Linked DNA regions of Pan troglodytes: regions 1 and 3 are each linked to region 2. A link is a contact called in public Hi-C and HiChIP or PLAC-seq data. All regions are on one chromosome and are shown on one strand. Each heading gives the region's core, a stretch centred on a gene start, on an enhancer-like site or on the middle of the called end of the contact. The rest is flanking DNA. Distances are from core to core; before and after follow the strand shown. Region 1 holds the start of RPS10 (ribosomal protein S10). Region 2 holds the start of SMIM29 (small integral membrane protein 29). Region 3 holds the start of NUDT3 (nudix hydrolase 3).

Evidence for each region. Hi-C and Micro-C count contacts between places; a contact is called where the count stands out from the background. HiChIP or PLAC-seq counts read pairs in DNA pulled down with a chosen protein or histone mark.
Region 1: a contact with region 2 is called in a Hi-C map of stem cell-derived neural progenitor cells, with 5 times the contacts expected there. The contact joins the promoter of RPS10 here to the promoter of SMIM29 in region 2. A contact is called at or near these places in 2 of 7 Hi-C or Micro-C datasets (a lymphoblastoid cell line and stem cell-derived neural progenitor cells) and 1 of 1 datasets of contacts at active chromatin or transcription factors (stem cell-derived excitatory neurons).
Region 3: an H3K4me3 HiChIP or PLAC-seq map of stem cell-derived excitatory neurons shows a contact between it and region 2, with 6 times the contacts expected there. The contact joins the promoter of NUDT3 here to the promoter of SMIM29 in region 2. A contact is called at or near these places in 1 of 1 datasets of contacts at active chromatin or transcription factors (stem cell-derived excitatory neurons) and 1 of 1 other capture datasets (stem cell-derived neural stem cells).

The regions. Positions count from the first base shown.
Region 1 is chr5:40,297,673-40,301,838 of NHGRI_mPanTro3-v2.0_pri, reverse strand. RPS10 (ribosomal protein S10) reads left to right here and starts at 2,176. Exons shown (of 6, transcript XM_016955271.4): 1 at 2,176-2,356; 2 at 3,168-3,317; 3 at 3,549-3,720. The coding sequence starts at 3,168.
Region 2 is chr5:40,125,501-40,129,449 of NHGRI_mPanTro3-v2.0_pri, reverse strand. It overlaps SMIM29 (small integral membrane protein 29), which reads left to right and starts at 2,417. Exons shown (of 5, transcript XM_054685711.1): 1 at 2,417-2,774; 2 at 3,889-3,949.
Region 3 is chr5:40,268,138-40,271,902 of NHGRI_mPanTro3-v2.0_pri, reverse strand. NUDT3 (nudix hydrolase 3) reads left to right here and starts at 2,037. Exons shown (of 5, transcript XM_063812372.1): 1 at 2,037-2,442. The coding sequence starts at 2,344.

The DNA.
Region 1 (4,166 bases), core at 927-3,426, 170 kb before region 2:
AGCTGGGACTACAGGCGCCCGCCACCACGCCTGGCTAATTTTTTAGTATTTTTAGTAGAGATGGGGTTTCACCGTGTTAGCTAGGATGGTCTCGATCTCCTGACCTTGTGATCCGCCTGCCTTGGCGGATCCCAAAGTGCTGGGATTACAGGCCTGAGCCACCGCACCCGGCCTTTTTTTTTTTTTTTTTTTTTTTTTTTTTTTGACAGAGTTTTGCTCTGTCACCCAGGCTGGCCAGGCAATCTCGGTTCACTGCAGCCTTGACCCACGGGCTCAAGCAATCCTCAAAACTCAGATTCATGAGTAGCTGGGATTACAGTCACCCGTCACCATGTCTGGCTAATTTTTTTTTTTTTTTTTTTTTTTTTGAGACAGAATCTTGCTCTGTCACCCAGGCTGGAGTGCAGTGACGAGATCTTGACTCACTGCAACCTCTGTCTTCCAGGTTCAAGCGAATTCTCCTGCCTCGGCCTCATGAGTAGCTGGGATTACAGGTACCCACCACTATGCCCAGCTAATTTTTGTATTTTTAGTAGAGACGGGGTTTCACTATGTTGGTCAAGCTGGTCTCGAACTCTTGACCTCCGGTGAACCGCCCACCTCGGCCTCCCAAAGTGCTGGGATTACAGGCCTGAGCCGCCGTGCCCGGTCCACTTTTCTTTTCTTTTTTTTTTGAGACGGAGTTTCGCTCTTGTCGCCCAGGCTGCAGTGCAATGGTGCAATCTCGACTCACTGCAAGCTCCACTTCCCAAGTTCAAGTGATTCTCCTGCTTCAGCCTCCCAAGTAGCTGGGATTACAGGCGCCCGCCAACATGCCTGGCTAATTTTTGTATTTTTTTTTTTTTTAGTAGAAATCGGATTTCGCCATGTTGGCCAGGCTGGTCTCGAACGCCTGACCTCAGGTGATCCACCCGCCTCGGGCTCCCAAAGTGCTGGGATTATAGGCGTGAGCCACTGCGCCCGGCCCCACTTTCCTTTCTTTCTTTCTTTTTAGACGGAGTGTCGCTGTGTCGCCCAAGCTCTGGAGTGCAGTGGAGTGATCTCGGCTCACTGCAACCTCCGCATACGGGGTTCAAGCGATTCTCCTGCCTCAGCCTCCTAAGTAGCTGGAATTACAGGCGCACGCCAACACACCTGGCTAATTTTTTTGTATTTTTAGTAGAGATGGGGTTTCACTATGTTGGCCAGCTGGTCTTGAACTCCTGACCTCAGGTGAACCGCCCACCCTGGCCTCCCAAAGTGCTGGGATTACAGGCTTGAACTGCCGCGCCCAGCCTCTTTTTTTTTTTTTCTTTTTTAATTTAAATAGAGCCAGGGTCTTGCTCTGTCACCCAGGCTGGACTGCAGGGGCACGAACCCGGCTCACTGCACCCTCCACTTTCCTGGCTCAAGCGATCCTCCCGCCTCAGCCTCCTGAATAACTGGGACTACAAGCGTGCACCATCACAGTCAGTTAATTTTAAAAAAAAATTGTAGAGCTGAAGTCTCACCATTGCCCAGGCTGGTCTGGACCTCCTGGGCTCAAGCAATTCTCCTGCCTCAGCCTCCCAAAATGCTGAGTCAATTTTTTTTTTTTTTTTTTTTTTTTTGAGACAGAGTCTCACTGTCGCCCAGGCTGCAGTGCAGTGGCATGATTCCGGCTCACTGCAACCTCCACCTCCCGGGTTCAAGCGCTTCTCCTGCCTCAGCCTCCCGAGTAGCTGGGACTACAGGCGCCCGCCACCACGCCGGCTAATTTTTTTTGTATTTTTAGTAGAGACAGGGTTTCACCATTGGCTAGGCTGGTCTCGAACCCCTAACCTTGTGATCTGCCCACCTCGGCCTCCCAAAGTGCTGGGATTATAGGCGTGAGCCACTGTGCCCGGCCTCTGTTTTTTATCAAAAAAAAAAAAAAGTCTACTTCTGTGAGTGCATATGAATTTGGAAAAGTGTATACCACAATGTTAATAGCTATTCTCTTTGGTTGATGGGATTATGTTTTTAGTCTTTTATCGTCATCTGATTTATATGTTCTCTCTCTTTTCTTGCTCCAAGAGCATATATCACTTGCATAATAGATTTTGGGCGGGAAAAAAAGAAGAAGCGTTTCTAAAACGACAGCCCAAAATAAGTGACCCTGTACTGATAGAGCACGCAAGCTCAGAAGTTCCCGGCGGCGGTTTACTAGTGCGTGCGTGAGTCCCTCAGGCGGTCAGGCTCTGTGGTCAGATCCGCCAGTTCTTCAGGCACCGCCGAGGCCACCCCAGGCTCCCCGCGGGTCCTGGCGGGGGGCGGGTCCACGCCAGCCCGGAAGAGACGCAGCACCGCGCATGCTCCTTCTTTTCCAGCCCCGGTACCGGACCCTGCAGCCGCAGAGGTGAGTTTCTGTGGAGTTCGAGTTCCATCGGCTCCCATCCGGGCTATCCTGCCGCCTTAGCGGCTGCTCCTCCCCAGGATGCGGGCAGGGGGCCTCTCTCCCACTCCCCACACACCGATTTCTGAGTAGCGATAGGGGCTGGAGGCTTATTTTATGGGGTAGGGGGCCGCTGGTAGGCGAGGGTTGTCCGAGGGAGAGGGGGAGGATGAAGCCAGTGCGTGGCGGAGACTTGCCAGGTGAGACTAGCGAGACGGTGTCCCACCGACACGCTTTTTTCTTCGGAACAGGACTCCCCCGACTGCCTCCTTGCCTGGCACTGGAGCTCTAGTTTGGGGGAGAAGTGGTAGGTAGGAGACGAGGGTGCGAAGGCCTTAGCCCTTCGGTTTGGGGTCTGCCGCCTTCAAGAAGCCGGGGCTTTACCCCTCCGGGCCTTCCCTGCGTACCTTATGGTACAGCCGCGAGATTCCGCGCTGGGTACGGTCGCTGATGGCCTCCAGCTGCTCCCGATAATACAGGGTTTGCTCCTCTCCCCCCCCATTGACCTTTGTAATTGATGAGAACTTAAGGAAGTTTGGCGCGAATGTGCACCACTATCCTGGTTTTAACATACTGTCAACTTTTCCACCTGAATTGTGTTTGGGGGTGGGGACTGACGGAGCTGGCCTCTGCCGAATCTGTTTTGTGGAGTTGAGTCTTCCCACCAGCAGGTTGTCTACGGTTTTGTGTGGGTCACTTTAGGATCAAGAACTTGATTACCAGGCCCCGGCCTCGTTACTCAGAAGTGCTCTTGACAATCGTCTCATTCTTGCAGATGTTGATGCCTAAGAAGAACCGGATTGCCATTTATGAACTCCTTTTTAAGGAGGGAGTCATGGTGGCCAAGAAGGATGTCCACATGCCTAAGCACCCGGAGCTGGCAGACAAGAATGTGCCCAACCTTCATGTCATGAAGGCCATGCAGGTAGGAGGGTGAGGAGGAAGATGGGATGGATCTTCCTCCCCGGGATCCCATCCCGGGATGGGATGGAATGGGATGGAGGGATCTTCCCCTAAGGTTCAAGGCAAGTTCAAAAAGGGAGGTCAGGACTGCGGGGGCTGCTTGGTAACTTGAAGGGCTGGCTGGGACTGGAGACTTGCCTAGGATGATCCAAGCTTCTACTTAACGCCTTAACAGTAGTTTTCTACCTTACAGTCTCTCAAGTCCCGAGGCTACGTGAAGGAACAGTTTGCCTGGAGACATTTCTACTGGTACCTTACCAATGAGGGTATCCAGTATCTCCGTGATTACCTTCATCTGCCCCCGGAGATTGTGCCTGCCACCCTACGCCGTAGCCGTCCAGAGACTGGCAGGCCTCGGCCTAAAGGTATGGTTCCCAAACAAATGCCTTCAGATGGTTTCCAAACAAATGCCTTCAGCTATTTGAAGATAGTTTCTTTTGTGTAAGGGACAAAAGCATTCTTAGCTGATGTCAGCTTTAGAGGGCTCTGGCCTGCAGGCATTTGGTCAAGTGCTAGAACCTTTGTCCCATGGCTTGGGACTTGGAATAGAACTAGACTCAGTTCTTCAAGCCATCCATGAGATGGCCTTAAGCACAGATAGTCTGTCACTTTCTTCACCCACACCTGTACAAACATCCAGATACATGTGGTATAGAATATTGAGTAACTTTTCCAGCAGAGTGCGTTGTACTATTCCCGAGAAGTCCAAAGCAAAGCCATTTACCACCTCGAAAGAAACAAGAGTGTTGTAGTTTTCTTGCCAACAGGAGAAAAAATTAGAAACGAGTGGAGAACGGATGGTGTATACCAC
Region 2 (3,949 bases), core at 1,168-3,667:
ATAAAAGATGTTGCTCCACCATCTTTTCACCTGGATTGTTTCAAGTGAAATCTTATGCCATTCTTAACTTTGTTCCTCTGTGTGTAACATCTTTACCACTGGCTTTGAGCAATTTGATTACGATGTGCTTTGGCACAGTTTCTTCATGTTGCTTGTGCTTGGGCTTATTGTGCTTCCTGGGTCTGTAGGTTTATAGCCATCTTTAAGTTTGGAAAGTTTTTTGTTGTTGCTGTTTTGTTTTTTGAGACGGGAGTTTTGCTCTTGTTGCCCAGGCTGGAGTACAATGGCACAGTCTCAGCTCACTGCAACCTCTGCCTCCCGGGTTCAAGCGATCCTCCTACCTCAGCCTCCCAAGTAGCTGGGATTACAGGCATGTGCCAACACGCCTGGCAAATTTTTGTATTTTTAGTAGAGATGGGGTTTCTTCATGTTGGCCGGCTGGTCTCAAACTCCTGACCTCAGGTGATACACCTGCCTCGGCCTCCCAAAGTGCTGGGATTACAGGAGTGAGCCACTGCGCCTGGCCCAAGTTTGGAAAGCTTTTGGTCATGGTTTCTTCAAATATTTTTCTGTCCTTTCTTTCTTCTCCTTTTGGACCTCTAATTATCCATATATTAGGCCACTTACGGTTATCCTGCAACTCACTGATCCTATTTTCATTTTTCTTTTTTTTTTGGATTTTTTTATCTTTGGGTTTTATTTTAGGTAGTTTCTATTGCTATGCCCTCAAGTTCACTTGTCTTTTCTTCTGTAATATCTAACCTGCCATTAATCCTATCCAGTGTGATTAATCCTGTCCAGTATGATTTTTTTAATCTGATATTGTAGTTTTCATCTCTAGAAGATCACTGGGATATTTTTCATACATTCCTTGTCTTAAGTGCTGGGATTACAAGTGTGAGCCACAGCACCCAGCCAGGGTCCTTTTTTTTTTTTAATATTTGAGACAGAGTTTCACTCTTGTCACCAGACTGGAGTGCAATGGCATGATCTCGGCTCACTGCAACCTCTGCCTCCTGGGTTCAAGTGATTCTCCTGCCTCAGTCTCCTGAGTAGCTAGAATTACAAGCTCCTGCCACCACGCCCAGCTAATTTTTGTATTTTTAGTAGAGATGGGGGTTTCACCTCTTTGGCCAGGCTGGTCTCGAACTCCTGACATCAGGTGATCCACCACCTCGGCCTCCCAAAGTGCTAGGATTACAGGCATGAGCCACCACACCTGGCCACCAGGTTCCATTTTTTAATGGATGTCAGATATTATAAAAACTGGATATTTTTGCCTTCCTATAAATCTTCTTGAGCTTCATTCTAAAAGTTAACTGAAAATAGTTCAATCCTTTCAGGTCTTGCTTTTATGGTTTGTTCAGTGGATCCAGAGCTGGAGGACACGAGGATGAGTGAGGCATTAGCTGAAGTGGGCAGACAAGTCCAGGCACTAACCACAGCAGCATGGATCAGGAGGCAGTCAAAACTCGAGCATGGTAGCACAATGTAGTCTCAACCCCACCCTAGCCTCCCGCTTCCTGAAACGGTAGCTGCATGAAGAGGGAAGGCAGAGCTGCAGTTTTCCCGGCTATACTTGGAGGTACTCTCATCAGATATGAAGCCTGAACACAGCAAGACACCAGGCCTCAAATGTAGCTCTGGGGCAGCTGTCAGCAGAGAGCTGTCCAAGAAGAGAGGCCCACCTGTCATCTCATCCCACCCTGCCCTTAATGATCAGGCCAAGGGCCCTGAGAAGTCATCTCATTGCTTGAGCATCAATTAACTCATCTGCAAATTGCGATTGCTCCACTTGCCCTGCCTAGCTCACAAGGGTGTTCTCTCTTAGGAGAAAAGAAAGTAAAATCCGGCTAGGCCCAGTGGCTCACGCCTGTAATCCCAGCACTTTAGGAGGCTGAGGCAGGTGGATCACCTGAGGTCAGGTGTTAAGAGACCATCATGGCGAACATGTTGAAACCCCCTCTCTACTAAAAATACAAAAATTAGCCAGGCATGGTGGTGCACACCTGTAGTCCCAGCTACTCGGGAGGCTGAGGCAAGAGAATAGCTTGAACCAGGGAGGCAGAGATTGCAGTGAGCTGAGATCGTGCCACTGCACTCCAGCCTGGACGACAGAGACCGACTCCATCTCAAAAAAAAAGTAATAATAATAATCCTCACACAGCTTGTTTTACAGACGTTAAGACAGGCGCAGAGAGGGTGGGCGTGCCAGGGCCCTCGGTAGCCCAGACCTGCCGTACTCTACCAGCCGAGCACAGCCCGAAGGCCAGGGAACAAACACAGACGGAGGCCGAGTGGGCCCGGAGCAGGGTCTTGCCGCGAAGGGCCTGGGCTCAACGTTAGAGCGCGGCGCGACCCTATTCTGGCTGCAACGAGAGGGGTGAATGAAGTGGGCGCCGGGGACCTCCCAGAATCGGAGCTCCAGGCGCGGGCGGGCCAGGGGCCGCCGGAAAACTGCGCGCGCCCCGCCCTACCCCGTCCGGCCCCGCGTCGCGTTCTCCTCCCCCCACTACGCAGCCCTCGGCTGCCCCCTGCCGCCGCCGGGCGGACCCTGCAAGCCCCGCTGTCCCCGCCTTCGCACCGCCCACCCCCGCCTCCGGATTGGCGGCTCCAGAAATCTCCAGGCCACCGGCTTTCTGCTACCGGATTGGCTGCGCCCGGGTGCTGAGGCCCGGCCCATTTCCCCGGGTCCTTTGATCACGCGCCTGACGGCTTTTCCGGGGCCCGGGAGCCAACCGAGGGCGTTCCTGTCGGGGCTGCAGCGGCGGGAGGTAAGGCATGGCCAGGCCGGCTGGGCTGCAGAGCGCCGGCACGGGTCCACGCCTCGGGTGACGGGCTTCCAGGATGTTCGGGCGCGGGGCGGCCCATCCGCATCCCCCAACACCCCCACCTCCGGCCTGAGCCTCCCAGCGCCGTGGGAACCACCTCCTGTCCGCTGTTGCTGGCCCGCATCCTAGCAGCGGCCTGACGCCCTCCCCACCCTGGCATGCCCCCTTGACCTGGGACGATGAGCATACGACTGGGTAAGGGCAAGCTCGATGCCCCGTGCCCTACGGACACGGGGGTAGGTCGTTCATACCTTGCCCTCTGATACAGACTCAAGCGAACCTGGGTCGCGGACCTTGGGCCATCAGCGTGCAAACTGCCCCAGGACGATCTCTTTGCTTCTGTCGATGGGGACTGACCCTCTCCACCTCTGCCTGTCAGCTCAGGCCAGGAGGGGAGGGACCTGGGCGGAGCCCCGGGTGGAGACAAGAGGAAGCTGACATCATCTTGAAGATACAATCCAGCTTTACCCACTCGTGTCCACCCTGGCACACGAGACAGATGGGGGAGAGGGTGTTTGGGCTGTATGTCTGAGGTGACACCAGGGACAAGGGCATAGAACTCAGGCATGGAGCCCATCGCTTGAAGTGGAATTGGACCAGGATGGAAGCGGGCTCTTTCAGATGCTCCCATCTCACCCCTGGCTGCAGTGCAGGTCCTTCCTTTAGACCTCATTTATCCATTTTGCTCCACTGGACAGGTGCTGGCAGCCCAGTGCCCCAAAAGGGCTGGGGCAGGCACCTGAAACCTGCACTTAATCTTTCCCCAGAAGCTGAGACTTGTAAATATTTGGCCAGCATCTGAGCTGGGCCCCACCCTGATTTAGGGATAGGAGTTGGGCAAGACTCAGCCCTGGATCCAGGCCTTCCCTTGATCCCCTTTCCTGCCAGGATTTGCCAAGACTCACTGGAGGGTCACACCCAGTACATCTACCTGGAGGATCCCTCCTCCCAGGATTTGACCTGGGACCAGTTTTCATAGATCTTCAGCTCTGGGGGAGGGATCCAGAGTCTGGATGTCACCTGGGTGCAACTGATAACCTCCCTTCCTCCTCCCCAGGGAGCCCAGTGGAGGCGCCCTCCCGAAGCGCCACTGCCCATGCTGACCACCCAGCCCTCCG
Region 3 (3,765 bases), core at 788-3,287, 140 kb before region 2:
GGCACGCACCACCACGCCCAGCTAATTTTTGTATTTTTAGTAGACACGGGGTTTCACCGTGTTGGTCAGGCTGGTCTCGAACTCCTGACCTCAGATGATCTGCCCACCTTGCCCTCCCAGAGTGCTGGGATTACAGGCTTGAGCCACTGCGCCCGGCCGAGTATAATTTTTTTAAACAAATTTAAATGTACTACTTACCCATTATCTTCAAGGAAAGGACAGAATCCCTTGGTTAATGCTCCCTGAACAAAGACAAAGTAATTATTACTCAGTCAAGGGATCTGGGAGTAATCTTGTGGGCTCTTGAAACTAAACATGCCCATAGGCTGGGAGCAGTGGCTCATGCCTGTAACCCCAGTACTTTGGGAGGCTGAGGCAGAAGGACTGCTTGAGCCCAGGAGTTCGAGGCCAGCCTGGGCAACATGGTGAAACCCTGTCTCTACAAAAAAATACAAAAGTTGGCTGGACGTGGTAGCGCTCCAGGCTGCATGACAGGCGCCTGTGGTCCCAGTTACTTGGGAGGCTGAGGTGGGAGCATCGCTTGAGCCCAGGAGTTCTAGGCTGCAGTTGAGCTGGCTGAGATTATGCCACTGCACTCCACCTTAATTGACACAGCAAGACCCTGTCTCCAAAAAACAATCAATCAAACAAAAAACCCCAAACAAACAAAAACATGCCCATAAAAAGTCAGGGTAAGGAATTAGAAACCAAAAGAAAACCTCCATCTATCTATTCATTCAACATTTACTGAACTCTAATTTTCTTTTCTTGAAGAGAGGAAAGTTTAATAGGCAAACAAACTATTAATAGCATCTGGTGTGCCCTGAGTGCTTGCTATGTGCCAGGGCCAAGTAGGTCTCTATTTTGCGGAAGTTAAAATATGATGTAATCGGGTGGTATGAACATTAAAAAAAATGTAATTGAGGTTACAACCAAGGTGTATTTGGTTTCAAATCCAGATCTTTTTGACTATGCTAAATACAAGCAAATTCAAAAAGGGGAATTAGCTGGCTGCTGTGGCTCACACCAGTAATCCCAGTGCTTTGGAAGGCCGAGGGTGGATAGCTTCGAGGCCAGGAATTCTGGACCAGCCTGGGCAACAAAATGTTAAATAAAAAATTTTTTAAAAATTAAATAAAAAAATTTAAAAAACAAAAAAGGGTATTAAACAACTCACAGACAGATACTGCACAGGATTTTTGGTACGTTTAGGGCATCTGCATGGTACTTGGTTTGTTCTGGGTTGCTGAGAACATTCACAGGTCATACACCAGTTTTCCTTTCTGGAGAGCTTCTGTCTGTATATCTTTTCCTGGAGAATCTGTTTGACATCCACAACACACACTCATTTATTGCCAGAAACGATGATGTTTTATGATTTACATTATGTGTGTACACACACACGCACGCGCGTTCCTTTCTGGCCCTCTTGTTTACCATAAGAGGAAGCAATTACCTTTAGCATCAATAAAAGATTGCAGAATAAATATTTGTTCTTTGTAATGGGCGACATGCACCAGCCCCTAAGACATCCTGAGGTTCAGGCTATCAACGCAAAGTGCACACGCCTCCCATGCGCCGTTTCCTTGCAGTTCCAAATCCCAGATGTCTCAGGCTGCAGCTTCCGTTGCCTTTAACTACATCCTCCTTTTTCCTACAAACCTTCCCCCTCAACCCCTTCGAGACCGACCGGCAGGGCCCAGGGGCGGGTGGCATGACCTTGGTTCATCCTCGGCCGCGGAGACGCGGCGTGACCTTGGCCAAGTCCCCGATTCCCCATCCGCTGACTTGCGCGGCTGGACCGCTCGGTCTCCGCTCCGGCCGCTAGGCGTCCTGCGCCGCTGTTCTTATCTCCCCCGGCTTCCTCCGCGCGCCCCACCAGTTCTACGCCTACGCTGCCGGCGTAGCGGTCGCCTGGAGTCGCACGTCCCTCTCCTTTCAGATGCTGGTTTCCGCCGCGCCAACTGGGAGGGCGCGATTCGCGAACGCGGCCTGCGCTGCGAGCGCGCGGCCGTCCCGCAGGCCGGTGCAGCCTTACGCCGCTGACGCATCGCGCCCAAGATGGCGGCGCGGTCGTCGTCGGGGGTGGCGGCGGCAGAGGGGGCGGCGGCCCTGGCGGCAGCGGAGACGGCAGCCGTGACGGTGGCAGCGGCGGCGCGGGACCTGGGCCGGGGGGAATGAGGCGGCCGCGGCGGGCCAGCGGCGGAGCCGTGTAGCGGAGAAGCTCCCCCTCCCTGCTTCCCTTGGCCGAGCCGGGGGCGCGCGCGCACGCGGCCGTCCAGAGCGGGCTCCCCACCCCTCGACTCCCGCGACCCGCACCGCACCCCCACCCGGGCCCGGAGGATGATGAAGCTCAAGTCGAACCAGACCCGCACCTACGACGGCGACGGCTACAAGAAGCGGGCCGCATGCCTGTGTTTCCGCAGCGAGAGCGAGGAGGAGGTGAGGCGGCAGGCTGGGCGGGCCGGGGTCGCCGGGTCGCCGGCCCCTTCGGGTGGAGGCGCGAGGGGCGCGGCCGCCGGAGGAGGGTGTGCCAGGGCCGCCCCGCTCGGGCGGAATGAAGTTCCGATGGAATTTCCTGAGGCGAAAAAAGGGGGAAGGAGAAAGGACGTTGGGGCTGAGGGGAAGCGGGTTTGAGTGCGGCTGCACAGGGCGCGCCGGGCGGAGGGGGTAGCCGGCTTGCGGCCGGAGCGCTTCGGTTCCGCCGCCTGTTACCGGGGAGAGCGGCCGCGGGAGAAGGCAGTGGGCTGGGAAAAGTGCGGCTTTCGGTCCAGGCCAACGGCTTTGATCCTGGAAGGGCCGCTCCGCAGTTGTCAGCCAGGCACATGTGTGCGGAGGCCGGCGTGCACGAGGCGCGGGCCGGCCTTTGTGGCAGAGAAATACTGCACTTCATTGGCAGGTTTGGGGTTTGCCGAGGGATTATATGTCTGTGAGCCCAAAGCCGAGGGGTGGGGGTGGGGTGTCTTCGGAAGATTTAGGGCGTTGTGCATAAGCCACAGACAGCTGTTTATTTTACATTGCGCTGGGTAGCCTTTATGGTGTAGTCTGAGAAGAAAAGACATTTGATATAATAATCTTTGTGTGCTGAAAATGTTTCATATTAATTGGGAAGACCAAAAGCGGTATTTAACATTTTTGCCCTGACGTTCCTCCACTGCCTTGTGGGAAGACTCTTAGGATTAAATTAGCTAGGAAAATAATGTTTTAGAATCAGTTTCTTTTTATAATAGGTAGGGTACTTTAAAAAAAAATCTCGGCTTCCCAAAGCCGTTTCTGTGGTGATGAAGGGAATTCAGAGAAGCACATGTTTTGTAAATCCACAAAAGAGTAGCTGCTTTGGAAATTCATAAGATGCCTGTGGGAATGCATTTCTCGTGTGCATGGTGGTAAAATGGCAGTTAAACTGGAAACAATGAAGGACAGTGAAATCCAATATGTTATATTGGATTCAGCAGTGGGCTATGGTGGCAGGGCCGCAGTACAGTGCAGTGTCGAAATGGGGAAAGGAACTTGACCCGTTAGTTATGAAAAGAAGCTGTGGCGAAAGAGACAGATGGATTGCCAGGAGTTGCTGTCCAGAGGTATTTAGGAGGAAGTGGGAATTTGAATTACTGCCTGAAGAAAATTAGTTAGTGAATTGTGTTGTTAAGGGATCCCATGTGTGCTCCCTTTCAGCAAAACAGAACGAAAGGAGATTTGGAAACGTATGCTTTGTATCCTACCATATATTGTAAAAGTCCCCAGAACAGATGCATTGTAATAGCT